Linked DNA regions of Sus scrofa: region 2 is linked to region 1. Evidence: chromatin contacts called from public HiChIP or PLAC-seq data. All regions are on one chromosome and are shown on one strand. The core of a region is the stretch at or near the end of the contact, and the rest is flanking DNA. Distances in the headings are between cores, read along the strand shown.

Region 1 (6,415 bases), core at 1,662-4,161:
GTTATTTCATTTCTTCTCATGCCAATCTGTTTTCCCTTTTTTTTTTTGGTCTTTTTAGGGCCTCAGCTGAGCCATATGGAGATTCCCAGGTTGAATCAGAGCTGTAGCTTCTGGCCTACACCATAGCCATGGCAACGACAAATTGAGCCAAGTCTGTGACCTACACCACAGCTCACAGCAATTCTGGATCCATAACCCACTGAGCAAGGCCAGTGATCAAACCTGAGTCTTCATGGATCCTAGTCAGATTTGTTTCCACTGAACCATGACAGGAACTCCCCAGTCTGTTTTTCTTTAATTCTATAATATAAACTCAAGTCCTGTTCTTTTTTTTTTTTTTTTAAGTCCTATTCTTTCTAAGCAATGTTTCTTGACAGTAAATCCACTGAGAATTACCTGAAGAGCTTTAAAAAAATAAGCACCAAACCACTTAAATTCAACTCTAGCAGTGGGACCCAGATTTCAGTTTGTTTGCTTGTTAAAGTCTCCACGTGCATCTGAAGTACAGCCAGGGTTGAGAACCCAGGCTCTCGAACTTATCACCATGTCCTGTGGTGGGAACTGACTGAGAGAGTCAGGGGGCAGAATTACTTAGTAATGGAAATTCAGACAAATGCAAGAAACAACACACTTCACACCTGCTTTCATGAATGTACTTTGAACCCAGGACAGTGTACTTCTGGAAACCTAAATTTTTTTTCTGTCCTACTCCCTGACCATAACTGCTCTAATTTTCCACCTTTTCTCTCTCCTCACTCCTGCTGCACCTGCTCCTTTCTCTCATCAAGGTCCTATACAATGTGTAGTTCAGAGAAGATTCCCTGTGTGGTTATGGTGCCGCCCCCCCCATGCATTTCTTCTAATTGTTTGTCCTTATGGTTTATCACTTCAGTTACTCGCTTTACTTCTGCAAATTGGCAAACCCCAACCTTGAAATTAAGCCAGCTATCCTCTCCCTGCTCCTTCATGGGACTCTCTGCCATTTTGAAAAAAATTCCACAAACCCACAAAGTGATGGGGTGCCACATACAAATTTGTGGCCTCTAATCTCAGCTCTGGCCTCTGCTTGGGGATGTATGTCCGTCTGTAATCTATTCTCTCTGCAGCAGTTCAGGGTCCCTCTAACTCTTTTGCCTCTCTCATTTTTAGTAGACACTTCCATTTCCAACTTCATAGAGAACAGTCTCTCTGGCCACATGAGCTCCTCCCGCTTTACTCCTCCCACCACACTAGCTTCAATATGTCTGTTCTTATTGTCTCCCCCTTTACTATTCTTTCAGAGGACGTCAAGTGTCGGGTCTAGACGTTGTGTCCCCATTTCTTCCTCTCTTCCTCTTTCTTTCTCCCTCTCTTTTTCTTCCTTTCTCTCTCTCTCTTTTTAGGGCTGCACCTGCAGTATCTGGAAGTTCCCAGGCCAGGGGTTAAATCAGAGCTATAGCCGCTGGCCTACACCACAGCAATGTGGGATCTGAGCCACATCTGCAACCTGCACCACAGCTCACGGCAACACCAGATCCTTAACCCGCTGAGCGAGAAGCCAGGGATCAAACCCGAATCCTCATGGATACTAGTCAGGCTTGTTACCGCTGGGCCACAGTGAACTTCCTGTATCCCCATTTCTGTGCAGGATCCTGTTCTTCTTACGTCAGGAGCCTTGATCCATCATAATGTTCCAATCTTTGCCCCTTAGCATGGGGAAGTTTCTCCCATCAGATTAGAATAAAAAAACCACTGCTCCAGATTCTTCTCCTCATCTATACGCTGTCTCCTTCCCTTCATTTTGAAACTTCTTGGAAAAAAAGTCTATAAAAAGGTTCCATGTCTGTTGCAATCTGGCCTTTGGCCCTAGAACACCGTTGGAAACAGCTCTCAAGGACAGTTTTCAGTCTTTATCTTACCTGACCTCTCAGCAGCACTTAGCACTTGTTGACTGTTCCCTCCTTCCCTTGACTTCTGGGATAATTCTTTCCTAGGTGTCTTCTCCCACTCCTCACATCTTTCTGGTGATTTATTTTTAGTTTACTGGCTTTTTATCTTTTGCCTATATTTTTAAGTGTTGAATTCCCTAAGGTTCTGTTCTTGTTTACTTACTGTTTTAACCTTCCTGAGTCAACCTTCTCTTGACTTAGCTTCTATATACTGACGGCAACTCTAAATTCATGTCTTAATCCAAACCTCTCTTTTGAGCTTTGGCCTTGCATATCCCACTGTGTGTTGTCTTATCTCAGTCACTTCAAATTCATGGTGACCCAGAGGGCGTTTATCACCCACCTCCAGCTTGCTGTTTTGATTTTTTACTGTGATGAGAGGCATTGCCATTGGCTGATTCCTAAAACAGGAACCCCTTTAGTGCCATCTTCTGCACATCTCTTACACCTCTTTTGGATTCAGTTTTATTCCATCCACAGCCTTTTCTCTTTCTGTAACATCTCTTTTAATTAACCTCTTCTCCATTCCAGCTGCTAATCTTGTTGCAGGTCCTCATGGTTTCTCTCCTGAGATTTACCGTAGTAGCTTTCTCACTAGTTTTTTCCCCTCCAGTTCACATTATTGCCAAGAATGATCTTATTAAGAATGCAGGCTCAAGAACCAGATAATCTGGGTTTGCATCTCATGTTGGTATTACTTGCTTTATGACCTTGGGTAATTTGTTTAACCATTCTTTGCCACATTTCTCTCTGTAAATGGGGATGATGTAGTGCTTGTCTCATAATGAAGTTACGAAGATTTGATGAGTTAATGTACATTAGTTGATATACTAATAGAGCTTTGTATGATGGTGGAATGTTGTATATGATAGGTGTTTGGATGGGGTGAAACAGTGCTGTGGAAACACAGAAGGGTGGGGAAAGTTGGGACAGTTAAGGAAGCCGTCTCAGGAAGTCACATGTGAGAGGTTAGTGAGGGGGAAGTTAGTGGGTGGAGTGGGAAAGAGAGTGGTTCCTGCAGAGTGAACAGCATGTACAGAGGCCTAGAAGCAAAACATTGTGGGCCCATAATAAATGTTCAAATGAATATAAATAAAAAACCAAATCACCTGTCTAGCTTTTATATCTTGGTTTTAAAGTCACTACCCTCCCAGTAAACATTAGTTAACATTTTTATGTGCCTGTATTGTATAAGCAGCCTTTATACATTTTATCATGCTTTCTTTGAGCTGATGCTTAAAGGTATGATAGGGTAACCTCCAAGCCAGCATGACACATTTATCTTTTTTTTCTCCTTCCTTCCTTCCTCCCTTCTTCCCTTTCCTTCCTTTCTCCCTTTGCCTTCCTTCTTCTTTTTTTTTTTTTTTGGCCTTTTAATGGTAGAAGGAAGAATTTGTTTTATCTGAAAAATTGTCCTACAGGGTGAGTAACACTTCAGTGGTAGCAATAGTAAACACATTCCTTTCATTGCATAAGAATAGGTCAAGATTTTAAGTCAGCAGCTTCAAATTTAGGGGATTGACAAAGCACTTCATTAAGAAGGTGGAAAGGCAGCTAGTGTGACAATCACTACCCTGGTCACTTCTGTAGTCCACTCTGTCTTGGGCCTCTTTGCCCTCTTGCTGCCTTCCTAGGTTTCTTGTTATTCCTCATTAACGCTCCATTGTAAGAGCATCAAGGCCTTGGTAATGTGTGGTGTAAGCTCCCTGTTTTGTAGCTTTTGAATACCTACCTTTGTTTGTATGGACTTTATATATGTGCTTTTCAGTGAAAACTCACCTTTTACTCTTGGAATGCTTTACAAGTGAGTTGGCACCATCATCTACTAACTTTGAAGAATGATGAAAATACAAAATTTTGTTTCTGTTAATTTCAGCTAAGCAGCCAAGAAAGCTCAAGAAAAAAGGAAATAAAGTATTTTTCCCAAAAACTTTATATTGGTGGCAATAACATGTTTCTGAAGTGTTTCACAGATTAAAAAGGATTTTGCTTTCACATATATTTTCTTTTGATGTAGTACTTGTAGTAAGGAAGGCAGTCCTGCTGTGGTGGCCAGGTTTTGCTTATGCAGAATTGTATGGTTAGTTAAGGGAATAAATAGAACTAAAACCCGGGTCTCTTTCAAGCCCAGTACTCCTTCAGCCACAGTAGGCTGCCTCTTGTTCATAGTAATGACAAGCATTTAAAAAAGTGGGTGCTTCTTTAGCATCTATTACGTGCAATCTGTTAAACTGTTTATCAAGTCCTATGTAATACTAATGCCTGTATCCAGGTCTTGGGACATTGTAAGATGCTCAGAAAATGTTTGTTGAACAGAAACTGTCAGGTTCAAACTGAAGAGGAATGAAGGAAATTATTATTTTTTTAAGTATTAACTATCTTAGTAAATGTAGAAGCTGAACTTAGAAGCTTACCCTCTCAAAATATATAGATTAAAAGCTGAGATTTTAGGTGTTTCAGATGTTTTCTGCAAATGCTTGACACTTCGACTGAACAGCACCATTTGCTACTTCCTTCAAGGTAATATTTGTTCTCTGTAACCTACATAATATTTTTAAAAGTTTGAGAAATTTTGTTTTCCTAATAGATAATACAGTCATTAGTACATAAAATCTAAAAAGTTCAAAAGAGATTTCTGTGAAAAGTATTCTTCTAATTCTTGTTCCCTAGCTACCTGGTTCCCTTCTTGGGAGTTTGTTTCTTTTTTACTTTCCAAAGAGATTCTGAGTGTAAATAGCCAATCACTTTGTATATGCATTTTTCTCCACAATTGATAGCACTTTTTTTTTTTTTTTTTTTTTTTTTTTTGCTTTTTTAGTGCTGCACGTGCAACATATGGAAGTTCCCAGGATAGGGGTTGAGTTGGAACTGCGTTTGTGACTTATACCACATCTCACAGAAATGCCAGGTCCTTAACCCACTGAGTGAGGCCAGGGGTTGAACCTGTGTCCTCAGGGATACTAGTTGGTTTTCCTAACCCTCTGAGCCACAGTGGGAACTGATAGCACATCATAACAGTTCTGCACCCTACTTTTTTTCTCCCCTCCCTACTTAATGATATATCTTAAGTGGTGTTCCGTATCAATACATAAGGCTTGGTATTCCCTTGTGTGGGTGTTGCACAATTTATATTACCAGCCCCTTGCTGATGGTATTTGTTTCTGATTTTTTGGTGACTGCAAACAGTACTCAATTAAAGAACTTCCTTTGTGTGTTATTTTACTTTTAAGTCCTAGAAATGGAATAATTGGGCAAAAGAATGTGTGTCTTTGTAATTTTGTTATTTCTGAATTTCTCTCTGTAGAAGTGTATGAGAATACTTGTTTCCCTACACCATTGGCAACATGGTTTTATCAAGTCTTTTGATTTTTGGCAATCTCATTATAAATTTTTTCACTCTCATTGGAGTTTGTTCTTCCACCAGCCTAGTGACTAGAGACAACCTCTGATCTATATTTCTACTACTAGGCTCTCTTAAGCCTGATTGCTTAAAAACATACAATTCTTGGGAATTCCCATCATGGCTCAGTGGTTAACAAATCCAACTAGGAACCATGAGGTTGTGGGTTCAATCCCTGGCCTCGCTCAGTGGGTTAAGGATCCAGCATTGCCATGAGCTGTGGTGTAGGTTGCAGACACAGCTTGTATTCCGAGTTGCTGTGGCCCTGGCATAAGCCAGCAGCTACAGCTCCAATTCAACCCCTAGCCTGGCAACCTCCATGTGACTTGGGTGTGGCCCTAGAAAAGACAAAAAGACAAAAAAAAAAAACCAAAAATCAAAAAACCGTACAATTCTTGGCATTCCTGTTGTGGCTTAGCAGATTAAGAACCTTACAGTGTCTGTTGAGTATTTGGGTTTGATTGCTCAGTGGGTTAAGGATCTGGTGTTGCCACAAGCTTAGGTTGTAGATGCGGTTTGGATCTGGTGTTGCTGTGCCAGTGGTATAGGCTGCAGCTGTAGCTCTGCTTTGACCCTTAGCCTGGAACTTCCATATATCGCAGGTGTGGTCATAAAAAAAAAAGAAGAAAAACAAAAACGAAAAATCCCACATACAATTCTTAGAATCATCAGAAATTTGTTGTTGTTTTTAAACTGTTAACTCGGTTGCTTTTAGAAATATCTAGGTCTTTTTGCTGGATATCTCTTGTAAGCAGTGGCTCGTACTGATAGATTTCTGTCCTGTGGAATGAGGTCCCATCCCCTACCCCTAAAATAAAAATCTCATCTTTTTGCTTTTCTTCTGATGGCAAGGAAACCTTCTTTAACAGATGCTTTAGTATGACCTTGTTTTTCAGTCTTTTAAAGTGCATCTTATGGAAGTGCTTGTCTTTGAAAACATATAATTTTGAATAAGTACTGTATGCTAGGTATTATATTTAGGTCACAACAACCTTTTAAGGAAGGTTGTCTATTTTATAGAAGAACCAAAGGCTCATAGAGGTTAAGTGATATGCCCAAGCTTGTATAACTTTAGTATACATGCCAG
Region 2 (6,738 bases), core at 1,714-4,213, 210 kb before region 1:
AGGGGTCGAATCGGAGCTGTAGTTGCTGGCCTACACCACAGCCACAGCAACTCAAGATCCGAGCCACGTCTGTGACCCACAACCACAGCTCATGGCAACGCCAGATCCTTAACCCACTGAGTGAGGCCAGGGATCAAACCCGCATCCTCATGGATACTAGTCAGATTCGTTTCCGCTGCACCACAATGGAAACTCTGAGAGGGCCCTTTCGATGTCAGACCCTTAGGAGCCTAATCCTAAGCGTGTTAGCGCTCCACTCCCCCCTTCACTGCCTTCTTGCCCGAGTGACGAAGAGGCAGACCCACCGAGCAGGCAGGAGCCACGAGGACCAGGGGCCCCACTCCGCCCCAGGTCCAGCCTCTGCAAACACAGCTTTACAGACACAGAGAGACAGCCACCGCCAGCAAGCCTGGGTGAAGGGTATGTGTGTTCCACTGCTCTTCCAACTTCCCTATACACGTGACATTTTTCTAAAGAGAAAGTTGGAACACACAAAAAGGAAAAAATACAGTTTCAAAGAGGTTGTGATGGGAAAAGGGGTGAAAAGGGTATCACACTCCCAGATCTGGGGGCGAATGCTCATCAGGAACTCTGGGGAACTCCAATCTTAACACCAACCATCAAATTTTCTTTTCTTCTTCTTCTTCTTTTTTTTTTTTTTTTTTCCCCAGGGCCACACCTTCAGCACATGGAAGTTCCCGGGCTAGGTAGGGGTTGAATTGGAGCTGCAGCTGCCAGCCTACGCCACAGTCACAGCAACATCAGAACTAAGCCGTGTCTGCCACCCATACTGTAGCTCATGGCAATGCCGGGTCCTTAACCCATTGAGCGAGGCCAGGGATTGAACCTGTGTCTTCATGGATACTAGTCAGGTTCTTAACCCGCTGAACCACAACATGAACTCAACTCCAACCTTAGAGCTCAGATTCCTACCCTGCACCAACAACCCTGAAGATTTACCAACAGAAAGCAGGTGCTAGGGTCGGGGAGGTGGCATCTGACCCCTGCAGGTTGAGGTCAGCCTCCCTCCCTCTCCCCAAGGTACTTGGGCCACCAGCTGGGCCTTCTCAGAGGGCCCCCGACACTCTCCTCAGAGGTGACCGTCGGCATCCAAGGGTTAAACAAGGTTTGTTTTCCTCAGGCCTGTGGCTGGCAAAAGAACTGCCCGTGGGGAAGTGGAAAAACTCGCTGCCAAGCAATGAAATTCACTCAAATGACAAGCTACTCCCGTTGCCGGTGCTGGCCGTTCCGGGAAAGTAGGGAGTGGAGCTTTTTAATGGGAAAGGAAATCTGTTGTTCTACATTCATCCTAATTCAGTTTGTGACTCGGTCCGGAAGGAAGGGAAACCTATTTGAGTTTAGCGCCTGCCAGACTAGGCCCTGTTGATCCCTGCCAACCCCACCTCTGCAAAGGTCAGAGGGCCAGTCATCCCCCCCGCCCCCGCCCCCGCTCCAGCCACCAGCTGCGACTTACCGATGTCACTCAGCAAGGTGAGGATGGCTCCTTCCCGCAGGCCACAACAGTTCTCGAACTGATTCAAGTACTGTCAAGAGGGGACAAAGGTGTCAGAGTGAGGGGTCACCAGCCACCAGGACACCAGCCAGTGCCTTTCACCAGCTGAGGCCATCTGAGTGCGGCCTGGGCCCTGGGTCTTGGGTACCTGGGCGCATAGGCAGCTGGGTGGCAGGACAGGCGGGTCAGCCCAGGCGGGGCAGGAGGAAGCAGGTCTGAGAGCTTCTGGAGATGCTCGTGGGCGCACACTGCCCTGAGTTACTCTAAGAAGGGGCCCTTCTCAGCTGTGCTGTGGGCCTGAGGGAGGCAGGCCTGCCCGTGTGAGCTCAGTCCTGGCTGGGCCAGTGCCCCCGGGAGCCCACAGGAGCCACCCAACACCTCTGCCGACCCCTTCCCCGATGTGGACCAGGCAGCGGGCACCAGGCAGAGCTGCACGGATGGGCTCAGGGAAGCCGCCGTGTCTCGCTTCACCTCCCTCCCCGACACCTCCAAGGCAAGCGCCAGTGGCATTTCTGTTTCACAGGCAAGGAAGCTGGGCAGGAGTGGTCCAGCCATCCCTCTGCTCTACAGCCGCGCTGGGGCATGGCCCTACAATGCGTGTCCAGTGTCCATCTGAAGCTCATATCCAAACACAGCCCCTGTGCCTTCCTGGCCCTGGCAGCTTTTTTTTTTTTTTTTTTTTTTTTTTTTTTTTTTTTTCTGTTTCTTAAGGACCACACCTGCAGCATATGGAAGTTCCTGGGCTAGGGGCTGAATCGGAGCTGCAGCTGCCAGCAACACGGGACCCAAGCACTGTTATCTACACCGCAGCTCCCGGCAATGCCAGATCCTTCAACCACTGAGTGAGGCCAGGAATTGAACCTGCATCCTCACAGATCTAGTTGGGTTTATAACCCACTGAGCCACAACGGGAACTCCCCTAGCAGCTTATCGAGGAGCTCAATTCTGCTGCTGGAGGCCAGCTTCAAGTTCAGAAAAGAAACTCCCCACTGAAGTGGGCCGACGTACTAACACCCACACCCGGGCTCGTGTGCGAGCTGTTCCCTGCGCCAGGCACACACACCTCACTCCTTCACCCGGCTCACGTGCTGGCCAAGCGTGTCTCTCCAGACCAGGAGTATAGGTTCTGAACTTTCTGGACGAGGGAATAATGGGCGACCTCACTTGGAAGACAAAGAGGACAGATCTCCAGCGCCCAGGGCCCTCCAGTGGCCACATGGACAGAGGCCCCAAGAGGGTACCATTGCTGCCTGCCCTCCCACCCCTGTCCTCATCATCCTGTACCCTGTGCCACGGCAACCATGCCAAAGTCTGGATCAGCCTCTTCCCTGGCGGGCTGGCTCCGAGATAACGTCTGAAACCCTCTGCCTCCGTAATCTGACGCCAGCCCACCCACCTCCCACGCTGTCCTCTGACAACTGTCGTTGCAACTACAATGACACAGCTTCATGTCCCTAAATAGCTACAGTTAGTAATCGGATGGCTGTCATAGGTCAGAAAAATAAAGGAGAATCGAAGCGCTGTCAGGTTCCCCATTTCTCGGCTCTTATCAGGCCTGGCCTGTGGGTTGAGCCGGTGACCGGTGACCCTGCTCACATCCTGCCTGACGCTCCCCAGACTTGCCCACCTCCCGGGACGGAAGGGCCACCCACGCTGATGAGCCCTCATGGAAAGTTTCCTTTAGAAAAAGAGGGCGGAAGGGGCCAGAAGAGTAATGGGAGCAGCACAGGACTCTGGGTCCGGGAAACTTGTGTGAGGATGGAAGAAACGCCCAGCTATCCTGACCCCCACCCCCTCCCCCAATCTTGAGAACTTCCTTCTGGAGTGAAAGGTGAGGGCAGACAGAGGATAGGGCAACCTCTTTTCAGGACAAAACCAACTTGTGCCCAGAGCTTTCCAACTTGTCCCTTGTGCTCTGAGGCACGATTCCTTTCACAGACAGGGAGGGGCTGCAGTTGGTTCCACACAGGCGGTCCCCTAGCTCTGTCACTGCAGCCATGAGGCCAGGGAACCACCCTTCACGGGGATCCTATTTTTTTTTTTTTTCTTTTTTGGACACCCTGCTGCAGATGGAGTTACGAGGCCAGGGATCAGATTTGAGCTGTAGTTGTAACCTAAGCTGAAGCTGCGCCGGGATCCTTAACCCACTGTGTTGGGCCACGGATGGAACCCGTGTCCCAGCGTTGAAAAGACACTGCTGGAGTTTGCATCGTGGCACATCGGAAATGAATCTGACTAGGAACCATGAGGTTGTGATCCCTAGTCTCGCTCAGCAGGTCAAGGATCTGGCGCTACCATAAGCTGTGGTGTAGGTCACAGATGTGGCTCAGATCTGGCGTTGCTGTAGCTGTGGTGTAGGCTGGAGGCTACAGCTCCGATTAGACCCCTAGCTGGGAACGTCCATATGCCTGTGGGTGTGGCCCTAAAAAGACAAAAAGACAAAAAAAAAAAAAAAAAAAAAAAGGCACTTCCAATACCATTGTGTCACAGTGGGAGCTCTCCTATCTCTTTTATTTTTTTTCTTTTTTTATTAGGGCCACACCTGCAGCATATGGAGGTTCCCAGGCTAGGGGTGGAATTGGAGCTGTAGCTGCCAGTCTACACCACAGCCACAGCAAGGCCAGATCTGAGGGGCATCTGTGACCTACACCACAGCTCACAGCAACTCCAGATCCTTAACCCACTGAGTGAGGCCAGAGATCAAACCTGCACCCTCATGGATGCTAGTGAGATTCGTTTCCACTGAGCCATGATAGGAGCTCCCTCCCCTATCTCTTTTACCAAGGCCACAGAGCTGCTGAAAATCACACGAGGTTACATGTAAGAGCAGGTGGGGATCCTGTAAGCTCCAGTATCAATGGGGAGGTGGACATGCCACCGTCCCTCAGCACCCCCTGCAGGGTGTGTTCTGGTAAAGAGACGTGGACGGGGTGGGAGGAAGAGAACAAGGTCCAGAAGCTGAGTCAGCGGCGGCTCTGGAGCGCCAGCCTGGCTCACAGGTGGCTCAGCCAGTCCCTTCCTGTCCCACTGTGTGACCCTGAGTGGCCACATCTGGGAGAAAGTGTCCTGATGGGGATGGCAGCCAGGCCGACACTGCAGGACTCGAGCGGCTCTGACAACCCGAGGGAGGAAGGTGTTTGGACTCACGATCTGAGGGTTTTGGCCTCATCACTATAGAGCCAGTGCGTGGGGTGCACAGCAAGTCCCACCCCAAGTTCCTGTAGGGCTGAGCCTGGCACCCAGGCTACTGGCCCTGGGCCCCGTGGCTCCCCAGCTCCCTGCAGGGCCCTGCAGGCTCACCTTGCGCAGATCCCCGCCCTGGCAGTACTCCATGGCCAGAAGGGGCAAGTCGTTGGGAGCCAGGTTCTGCATCCCCTCAGGGACATCCCGGGCAGCCACCACATTGGGGTGGTTCAGCCTAGGAAGGAAGAGAGGCAGTGAGGCAGGGACCAGGCTCAAGCCCACACCCCGTCATCTGCGTCCTGAGAAGCTCGCCTGACACCACAGCTTGGAGCAGCCAAAGGCCCTGGAGAGCGGGCAGTGGGGGAGAGGGCGGAACCTGCCACTCACCTGGGGCCACCAGCCAGCACCCACCAGCATCCACCCAGCACCCACCCCCGGGGCTATGAGTGCCAAGTGCGCAATGTAGTTTTCTTCAGGGGGCCCCTCGGCAAGTCCTCCCTGCACTTCCAAACTGCTTCTGGAAGCAGAGAAAGTGCAGGACTTCCAATCTCATGCCATTGGGTGGGGATGGGGTGTGTGTCTATGTGTGCAATGTGTGTACGTGGTGTGTCTGGTCTGTGTGTGTGCTATGGTATGTGTATATGTGGTGTGTGTGTGTATGTGCGTGTGGTGTGTGTGTGTGGTATGTGGTGTGTCTGTGTCTGTGGTGTGTATATGTGGGATGTGTGGTATGTGTGTGTATTTGTGTGTGGAGGGTGGTGTGTATGTCTGTGTGGGGGTGTGTGTGCTGTGTTTGAGTGTGTATGTGGGGTGTGAGGTGTGTGTGTGCGCACGTGCACATGCAAACAAGGCGATGCCTCCCTTTCCCCAGAGGTTGGTGATGGAGCCCCCATTTGAGGGCCTGACTGGGTTGCAGGTTTCCCCACATTCCTTCCCGGCTGGGAGGGGGGCATCCGCCTGGTGGCCAGCAGCCAGGTCCCCACCCTGGAGGGAGAGACCCCAGCAACAGGTTCACAGCAGTGGACTCATGTTTATCACCTCAGAACTGGAAATATGGACAGAAAAAGGATTTTTGCTGACAAAGGAAAATGTGCCATGATGATGGCTGCTTTAAATAATTTAATATAGCAAATAAAACACACCAAGAGCCCCGTGATGGGGGGGGATGGCCACTCCTCCAGAAGTCACCCATCTGGGCTGTCTGGCTGCTATCCTAACCGAGGGGCTGGGACTCAGGACTCTTGTCCAGACTCCAGATGCTCAAGCTCAGCGGGCTCCTCTGGCAGTCACTGCAACATCCCAGAGTCCCTTCCCACCCCACCCCACCCCCCGCAGTCCCCCCAGCCCCAAGGCTCACCTCCTCATGATCTGGATCTCCAGGCACCAGCGCTCACGGTTCCGGGGACTGAGCTCCTGCCGGCACTGCTTGATGGCGATCTGCTCGCCCGTTTCCTGCAGAGATGACACACTGGGGGGGTCAGACCCCAAACTGTCTCGCTAGGGCCCAAAGCACGGGCCAGGCTCCCGAGGTCCTGAGTCACCTCCAACCCATCATGTGGGTCCCCACCAGCCCCAGCTCTTGGCCTGCCCTCTCCCCTGAGTCTCTAATCACTCCGGAGTCCACATGGGGTGGGGGTGGGGGTCTGCTGGATTTGACCTCCGACCCCATGCAAATGGCCCCTCTGTGCACTTGGCCCTCACTTCACATTCCCCCTCTGGGGGAGTCTGTCTGCAGGAAGAACGTAAGCTGGCCTGGGAGACGGAACACAGGCTGCTTCAAATCCCAGTGCAGCCTTTTCCCAGTTCTGTGACCTTGGGTGGACCACTTGGTCTGGCTCAGTTTCTTCATCTGTAAAATGGGGAACATCAACACCCGACTCTCAGGGCTGTCAGGAGGCTGGGCCCAAGCAACGTTCGGCCCTTAGCGGGTGTTCAGTAACACGTGTCATGCAGGGACTCCTGGCATTTAGGGTCCTTTGGGGCTGGGCTCTGACCCGCCTCTTCACCACAGTCCTGCGACCCCACCCCAGGCATCCAATGCC

Evidence for each region. HiChIP or PLAC-seq counts read pairs in DNA pulled down with a chosen protein or histone mark.
Region 2: an H3K27ac HiChIP or PLAC-seq map of alveolar macrophages shows a contact between it and region 1. The contact joins two enhancer-like sites. A contact is called at or near these places in 1 of 47 Hi-C or Micro-C datasets (epiblast stem cells) and 1 of 2 datasets of contacts at active chromatin or transcription factors (alveolar macrophages).

What each region holds. Positions count from the first base shown.
Region 1 is chr17:11,089,742-11,096,156 of Sscrofa11.1, reverse strand. The region is part of intron 2 of KAT6A (histone acetyltransferase KAT6A); the gene reads left to right. Among named protein-coding and RNA genes, the nearest start is that of KAT6A, 17 kb to the left of the region's middle. Within about 2 kb of position 2,911, at least 15 of the 83 cell types and tissues checked have an H3K27ac peak or open chromatin away from gene starts, as enhancers often do. A contact at or near this core is called in alveolar macrophages, where this site is marked.
Region 2 is chr17:11,304,311-11,311,048 of Sscrofa11.1, reverse strand. IKBKB (inhibitor of nuclear factor kappa B kinase subunit beta) reads right to left here. Exons shown (of 21, transcript NM_001099935.1): 2 at 6,054-6,148; 3 at 4,814-4,931; 4 at 1,475-1,544. Among named protein-coding and RNA genes, the nearest start is that of IKBKB, 17 kb to the right of the region's middle. Within about 2 kb of position 2,963, at least 20 of the 83 cell types and tissues checked have an H3K27ac peak or open chromatin away from gene starts, as enhancers often do. A contact at or near this core is called in alveolar macrophages, where this site is marked.